Linked DNA regions of Xenopus laevis: region 1 is linked to region 2. Evidence: chromatin contacts called from public Hi-C data. All regions are on one chromosome and are shown on one strand. The core of a region is the stretch at or near the end of the contact, and the rest is flanking DNA. Distances in the headings are between cores, read along the strand shown. Region 1 holds the start of fzd8.L (frizzled class receptor 8 L homeolog). Region 2 has its middle 61 kb from the start of fzd8.L.

Region 1 (4,277 bases), core at 594-3,093, 61 kb before region 2:
ACGTCAAGGTTAACAGTGCATTCTAGTTGCATTACTTTAAATGACTTTCATTTTTTGGTGTTACTGTTCCTGTAAGTCCAAGTTAAACCTCCATCTAGACCTGAGATAAGGGCATTTGTTTTGGGCAGGACACTGAACTGCCAGTTCCAGATCTCCAGGTGAGCCCGGTGCTGACGTCGCTGTACATTGACCCTCCAGTGGCTTTGCTGCCCCAACAGCAGCGGGTACAGAACGCCCTCCACGATTCCAAAGTCTTTCCCGACCAGATCCAGACGCCCGAGGTGATGCCCACCACCAGGCACATGAAGTACTTGAGCATGAAAACCGCGTAGTCCGGCCGGCGGGGCTGTGCCATTTCGGGTTGGCACGAGTTACAGTTATGAGCCACCTCCCAACCCTGGCGGTTGTGCTGTTCGTAGAAGAAACACGCTACCACTATAGTGGCGGGCACCGTGTACAAGACGCTGAATATCCCGATCCTGATCATGAGTTTTTCCAGTTTGTCCGTCTTGGTGCCCCCTTGTTTGATGACACTGCGGATCCTAAAGAGGGAGACAAATCCGGCCAGGAGGAACATGCTGCCAATGAACAAGTAGATGACTAACGGGGCCAACACAAATCCACGCAGGTTGTCCAGGTTCTGGTTGCCCACAAAGCAGATGCCAGCCACCGGGTCGCCGTCCACTGAACTAAGGGCCAGCACAGCAATAGATTTGATGCTGGGCACCAACCAGGCGGCCAAGTGGAAATACTGGGAGTAGCCAGCGATAGCCTCGTTGCCCCATTTCATGCCAGCGGCCAGGAACCAGGTCAGGGACAGAATGACCCACCAGATGGAGCTGGCCATGCCAAAGAAGTAGATGAGAAGAAAGACCAGAGTACAAAGGGCTGGCCCAGTGGTCTCATAGTGGATTATATGTTCCAGGTCCAGTTCCCCCCGGCTACAAGCCACTTTCTCATGGCCAGCAATGAGCCGGATCAGGTAGCCAGTGGAGACCAGCAGGTAACAGGCGGAGAGGAAGATGATGGGGCGCTCGGGGTACTTGAAACGTTCCATGTCAATGAGGAAAGTGGAGACAGTGGCAAAAGTGGAGGCAAAACAAAGTACAGACCAGAGTCCGATCCAGAACTCGGTGAAGGTTCTCTCCTCTGGGCTGAAGAAGGGGTTGTGACAGGGCATCGCACAGTTGGGGATCTGGCCGGTCCTGACCCGGTTGTACAGGGGGTGTCTCTCGTTAGAAACCTGCACCATAGGGGCCCGGCACTGGCAGCCTGACTCACACCCTGTCGTCCGCGATCTGCTGCGTGGGGGCTCCACGCGTGTCCTGCCTTTAGGAACCGACCTGGCCGGGGGTTTGGGGGGCTCCGGGTGACTGGGGGCGGCTGTAGTCTGCTCAGTCCGGTTGTAGTAGTCCATACACAGGGTGTCCGGGTTGCCTTGCTCGGGCAGACGATCACATCGCATGCGATCCGGCCAAGCGAAGCCGTACTGACGCATGAGAGGGGCACAACCAGCCCGCGCCCGCTCACACACGCTCCGACACGGGGGCAGCGGCTTCTTGTAGTCCTCCAGGCAGATGGGGGTGTACATGCTGCACAGGAAGAACTTGAGGTCCGGGGAGCAGTGAATAACGACCAGCGGCCAGAACTGATGCACCTCCATCCCGGCCTCGTCCTGCGTGTCGTGGTTGAACTGGTTGGGCATGTACGTGTAGTTGTAGCCGATGTCTTTGCACAGGGGGACCGTGATCTCTTGGCAGGACAGTTCCTTGGCCGCGGCGCATTGAGACCCCTGAAGCCACGACACGAGCAGCAGCAGCAGCGACAGCGACAGACTCTCCATGTTACACGGGTCACTCACAGGCGGCTGCGGGGTCACTGTCTGAGGCTCATTCCTGGCGGCGCCCGGACAACTCCACAAGTCGCACTCGGGAGAAGTTGCAGCAGCGACAGGTTAATAAATCCACCGTGACAGCTTCTCACTGATAGAGGCAATAAATCAATATCCGGCAGCTTTGCGATCAGTGCGCGCTTGTAGCGATTGTGTGCGATTGTCTGCGCTTCTCTTCTCTAGCGCTCCTGCCTTCCCTTAGCTCTGAGCTCAGTGTACTGAGTGTGCTGAATGTACTGAGTCTACTGAGTGTGCTGCTCACTCCCATGAATATTTATACCCATCCCACCCCCCCGCCAATCCACTAATCCCCCCCGGAGAGAGGTGGGGCCGCTGCCTGAAGCAAATCACTAACCTGAACTAGAGGGTCTCCGCGTGTTTATTAGCGGCCCATTGTTATGCACAGGCCGGGGATGTCGCTTATTATTGAGAGCAAACATCATTAGTCTGATGGATTTACTGAAATAAACTCACTACTCCTGACTCTCGTCATCCTGACATTCCTCTGCACTCACACCCCACTCTCCCTGCACATTCAATCAGATGTTATGATGACTGTTATATATATATATATCATATTGTGACATACACACATCACCTATATTAATAACTTTACTTTAATAGTATTGTTATTGCCCATAATTAATATCTATTTCTCATCTATCACTATCTATCTATCTATCTATCTATCTATCTATCTATCTATCTATCTATCTATCTATCTCTCTAATCTATCTATCTATTATCTATCTATCTCTCTCTATCCATATATACAGGTATGGAACCTGTTTAATAATTAATTAATAATTAATATCTATTTCTCATCTATCACTATCTATCTATCTATCTATCTATCTATCTATCTATCTATCTATCTATCTATCTATCTATTATCTATCTATCTATCTATCTATCTATCTATCTATCTATCTATCTATCTATCTATCTATCTATCTATCTATCTATCTATCTATCTCTCTCTATCCATATATACAGGTATGGAACCTGTTATCCAGAATGCTTGGGACCTGAGGGTTTCTGTATAAGGGATCTTGTCTACTAAAAAATCATGTAAACATTAAATAAACCCAATAGGCTGGTTTTGCTTCCAATAAGGATTAATTATATCTAAGTTGGGATCAAGTACAAGCTACTGTTTTATTATTACTGGGACAAAGGAAATCACTTGCACATTTTTGAATTATTTGATAAAAATGGAGTCTATGGGAGATGGCCTTCCCGTTATTCAGATAGACCCCATACCTGTCAAAAAGTATTGCCTTTTGGGGGGGCAGACTGAGGGGGCTTACCGTTGTTTCCTATGCCTTGTTGCTTAATGATGTCATCCATTATAGTCGTTGATTATTGATGTCACTTGTGTAACATGACTCATTGAAATGTAGGGATCAGGGAAGAAATGAGGGGGTCGGAATTAGAGGCACATGACTGGGGTGCAGTATGAGGGGTAATGCTCAAGGGGAGACTTCAGGAGCATAAGGGAACTAGGGACCTGGAAGAAGAAGAATTATTATCACTTATTCATACACCCCCATATTACCAAGAATTTTTGCAAACAATACATATATTGACATACTTGTGTGCATTAACGCTCTAGACACAATTTAGCTTGAAATTAGACCGAATTGGGTGCAGTTGGAATGTTGCCTTCTGATTCCTACAAAGGATTTGCCTAAAAGGGATTCTTTCATTTTTGCGACTAATATCAGTCAATGTCATTCTAAGCAACTATCCACTCTGCTTTCATTTCATTGGTTTTAAGGTTTCTCTGCTCCTGAAACAGTATATATTTGGCTGCCATTCATTCTCCGCACTGCTGCTTCTGACTCCCGGACAAGTGGTTTCTGGCTACATTGTGTCAGGAGTCAGATGCAGGAGTGCAGAGGAAGGGATGCTGGGGATGCTGGGATATGTAGTGCAGCGTTATCACCAAATACTTGCTCTTCCTTTAAGAACGCCCTGGCAGGCTTTTTTTTCCCCACCGAGGGATATATGCCACAATATGTGTTTATTTATGGCAAATGAGATGACGGTGCTGCAGACAGATAGTCTGGGAGCTCAGGAAATTGATACGCTATAGAGCATGCAAACAAGCAGCGCTGCCCACGAGTGAGTGCAATCCAAAGAAAAGATACAGGCTCCGCTATTGTGTCGGAACATTACATGTTAAAACAGTTCTAAGAGAAAAAAAGCTGCACAGGGTTCCCCTTTGGCTGATAGTAAAGGAACTTGGAATAAAATAATGGGCTTTTACAACTTGCAAGCTGTACCCAATCAGGATAAAGTAATTCTGTACTGGTCTGTCAGGTTTTCAAAGCATTTAAAAAATGGGTGGGCCCCAGCTTTTGTGTATAATATATATATATAT
Region 2 (3,716 bases), core at 734-3,233:
ATAATAGGTAAGATAATTGAATTCCATTTTCTCTATTACTGGAGGTAGATTTGGGCATCTAGATATAGTCAGGACTCAAGCTCATAATATTAAACTGATACAGCTAAAAGGGTATTTAAGGCAGAAAAGGCTACAAGTTACCTTTCAATGGTCCAGAACTTTAAGTGGCAGTCCAGAATACTGACCTCAAAAGAGGGTGAATTTCAAATGAATCATAGGTATGTCTAGGAGTAGCTGGTACAGATCAGTAGGATGCCCTAAAATGTTTTTTAAAATGCTGAGAGGTAGGCTGCCCACTGCATTAAATCCTCTTAAACCCTCTGTATGGAACCTTTGACCTAAAGTCTGATGTTGGCTTGTATTGTTGGCATGTGTTGGCCTATACCCGGACCAAGAGGAAGGATACTAACCAAAGGTGAAGAAAGAGGAGCCTGTTTGCAGAAAACTTTAGGCAGAAAGCATCTAATGTAGCTGCCGTCCTTGCTGGTAGAATAGCAACAATCACAATACATTTTGCCCCTTTACTTATTTAAATAGCCAATATGTTCTCTATGGTAGAGATGCTTCTACATGTTACATAGTTACATAGTTAAATTGGGTTGAAAAAAGACAAAGTCCATCAAGTTCAACCCCTCCAAATGAAAACCCAGCATCCATACACACACCCCTCCCTACTTTTAATTAAATTCTATATACCCATACCTATACTAACTATAGAGCTTAGTATCACAATAGCCTTTGATATTATGTCTGTCCAAAAAATCATCCAAGCCATTCTTATAGTCATTAACTGAATCAGCATCACAACATCACCCGGCAGTGCATTCCACAACCTCACTGTCCTGACTGTGAAGAACCCCCTACGTTGCTTCAAATGAAAGTTCTTTTCTTCTAGGAACATATAAGTCAACATTTTGAATTGATTGAAAGCTTCTACCATAAAGAGCCAATAAAGAGCCTAGTTCCCCTACCATTTCACTACAACACTGAAAGGACTAGTAACATTAAAAAAATGTTTGAATAAATTTGTTTGTATACTACGAAAAAAAACACCAACACAATCCCAAAGTCTTCATTTAGAATAACCTTACCGAATTTCTGCTTGCGCTGCATTTCAGAAAAGGCGGCAGGACGACAATCCATCGTGTGGCGCTCAATTTCTCTTCCCTGGCTTTCTCCTATAAGGAAGGCAGGGAGGAGAAATCCAGCACCACACGATGGATCACCCAATCGCCTTTTCTGAAGAGAATTGCAAGCGGAGGTTCAGTAAGTTATGTTTACATTTTTTAGAATTAAGGTATAGAGATTTAAATGATGGAAAGACTTCTTATCTGGATAACAGGTCTCGTACCTGTACTACCATGCATTGCTGGTGTCTTTAGTTATATTACAAGACAGATAGATGGTCTCCTTGGATCTCCATATGGTTTCCTCCTACTCATCTAAAACATAGAGGTATGATAACTGGCTGCTGATGAACATCACCATAGTGTGTTGTGTAAATCTTAAAGGGACCTTAGACAGTGAGCCAAAATGGAGCAGGGACTGATGTGAATGAGAAACAGCCGCAGTAAAGCGCTGCATAAATACGTCATCACTTTATAAAGAATGACAACAATAATAGGAAGCGTCTGTCAGTGGTCATCAGTTTGCTAAGTGAATATAGTAAGACCAAGGTAAGAATTTAAAGACACTAGAGAAGTCAGCCTCCCTCCCAACACATAAAACATTCCTTGCACCTACCGAGCCTTCTCTGTTTTTTTTAGACTATCAACATATCAGTGTTTTGTACACTTCTGTTACAGAAACAATCACATGCATTTTTGTAGTTCAGAGAGAATTCTGAGTGAAGTTATGGGAAAACGTATCTCTTACTTGGACTGACTGCTAAATAATGCACATCTCTAAGCACATGTACAGTGAGAGCCGGTGCAGAGGTTGCGATTGCCTGGAGACATTCAGACATGTGCAGCTGGGGAGCACAAAGGTTATGAGCCGGAGGGCAAAGATTTAGAGGCTGATAGAGGGAGCATTACAGATCACTCTCCTGCAAGGGACCCATCAGTCTTAGGCACTGAGGAAGTCTGTAAATAGCACAAGCAGGCCTGTAGCTGGTCCAGTATACACTGTGTGTGCATTGCAGGTTTATACATAGAGGCGCAATAATGGAAAAATATAGATAAAAGTACTGAGGCCATAGTGTATTCTTTGTATTAGTTGTTAGTATGGGTTAGTATTGTATTGTAAAAGTCACAAAGCTTGAAACCGATGAAATTATTATCATTACAATTCTTTATCTATCTGTCTGTCTGTCTATCTGTCTGTCCGTCCGTCCGTCTGTTTGTCTGTCTATCTATCTATCATCTCTTTATCTAATAATCTACCATCTCTTTATCTATAAATCTATCTATCTATCTATCTATCTATCTATCTATCTATCTATCTATCTATCTATCTATCTATCTATCTATCTATCTATCTATCATGTATCTATCTCTTGTCTATCTATTTCTCTCTCTCTCTCTCTCTCTCTCTCTCTCTCTCTCTCTCTCTCTCTCTCTCTCTCTCTCTCTCTCTCTCTCTCTCCCTAGCTATCTCTTTATCTAATAATCTGTCATCTCTTTATCTATAAATCCATCTATCTCTCTATCTATCTATCTATCTATCTATCTATCTATCTATCTATCTATCTATCTATCTATCTATCATCTATCTATCATCTATCTTTCTATCTATCATCTCTCTCTCTCGTTCTCTCTCTGGCTTGTCACAATATATTTTTTGCAAGTTACAAGGAATTCTGGGTAATAAACATTAATTAACATTAAGTTAAATCATTAATACTGAGACTTACACCCTTATGCCCTATCAATGTAGGTTGTTTAAATCACATTGTAATGTGTTCTTTAGCCAGTTTCCCTTGGCATTCTACCACCCCAAGCTCATTGCTGGTTCTTAAGTACTTTTTTATACTCTCCAGACTTTCAGTGAAGGCCAAATTATAACACAAGGTTTAGATAAAACAACCTTGGGGATTAAAAAATAAAGCAGTATGGAACAAAGATTTATAAAAATTTGGGATAAAAGACCACATTTTTGCCTCTGTTTTCAACGGGCTCTATTCATTAGAAGACGCTGCACTAAGCAGGAAACAGTAATTGTGTCTCATTAATTCTTACAGTAATGCCGAGTTACTACAAGGAACGTGTAATTAGTGTTCTGGTCAATCAATTGCAAAGCTAATCAGAAGACAATGAAAGGGGCACTAGGACCTGTGAGAATGAAAAGTGTTACTATTGTCAGAGGCCTGAGAAATACCGGGAGGCATGATTACATCTAACACTGATATATGAGATTTTAAATATATCACATTTATGTCATTTTTAAAATATCTGCATGTTTAAAAAAAAATTTAAAAAAATCTTAAAGGGAAAACAAAGCCTATTATAAAAGTAAATATGTTGTCCCCTGGAAACTGGGCTGTTTTACAATGTATTTTATTGAGCATTAACTGGAACCTATGGCTGGATGTATGGTGGACTTCCATGTTCCATTTTCTATGCTCCATATTTGCCAGTATATGGTACATTGGAGAACAGCTCCAATTCAAATGTCTTGGCCCTCATGCAGTATCCTTCTGTTCCGCCGACTTTAGCCCTTTTGCACTGCCCCAGATTTTTCCAGCTGATATTATTCACATTTTAACTTTAGCCTAT

Evidence for each region. A called contact is a pair of places that touch in the nucleus more often than the background predicts.
Region 1: a contact with region 2 is called in a Hi-C map of the XTC cell line, with 3 times the contacts expected there. The contact joins the promoter of fzd8.L here to the enhancer-like site in region 2. A contact is called at or near these places in 2 of 4 Hi-C or Micro-C datasets (the XTC cell line and animal cap).

What each region holds. Positions count from the first base shown.
Region 1 is chr6L:20,288,664-20,292,940 of Xenopus_laevis_v10.1, reverse strand. It overlaps fzd8.L (frizzled class receptor 8 L homeolog), which reads right to left and starts at 1,843. Exons shown (of 1, transcript NM_001085675.1): 1 at 1-1,843. The coding sequence starts at 1,843. The coding sequence ends at 95.
Region 2 is chr6L:20,228,383-20,232,098 of Xenopus_laevis_v10.1, reverse strand. No RefSeq gene overlaps it. Among protein-coding and RNA genes, the nearest start is that of fzd8.L, 61 kb to the left of the region's middle. Within about 2 kb of position 1,983, at least 1 of the 7 cell types and tissues checked has an H3K27ac peak or open chromatin away from gene starts, as enhancers often do.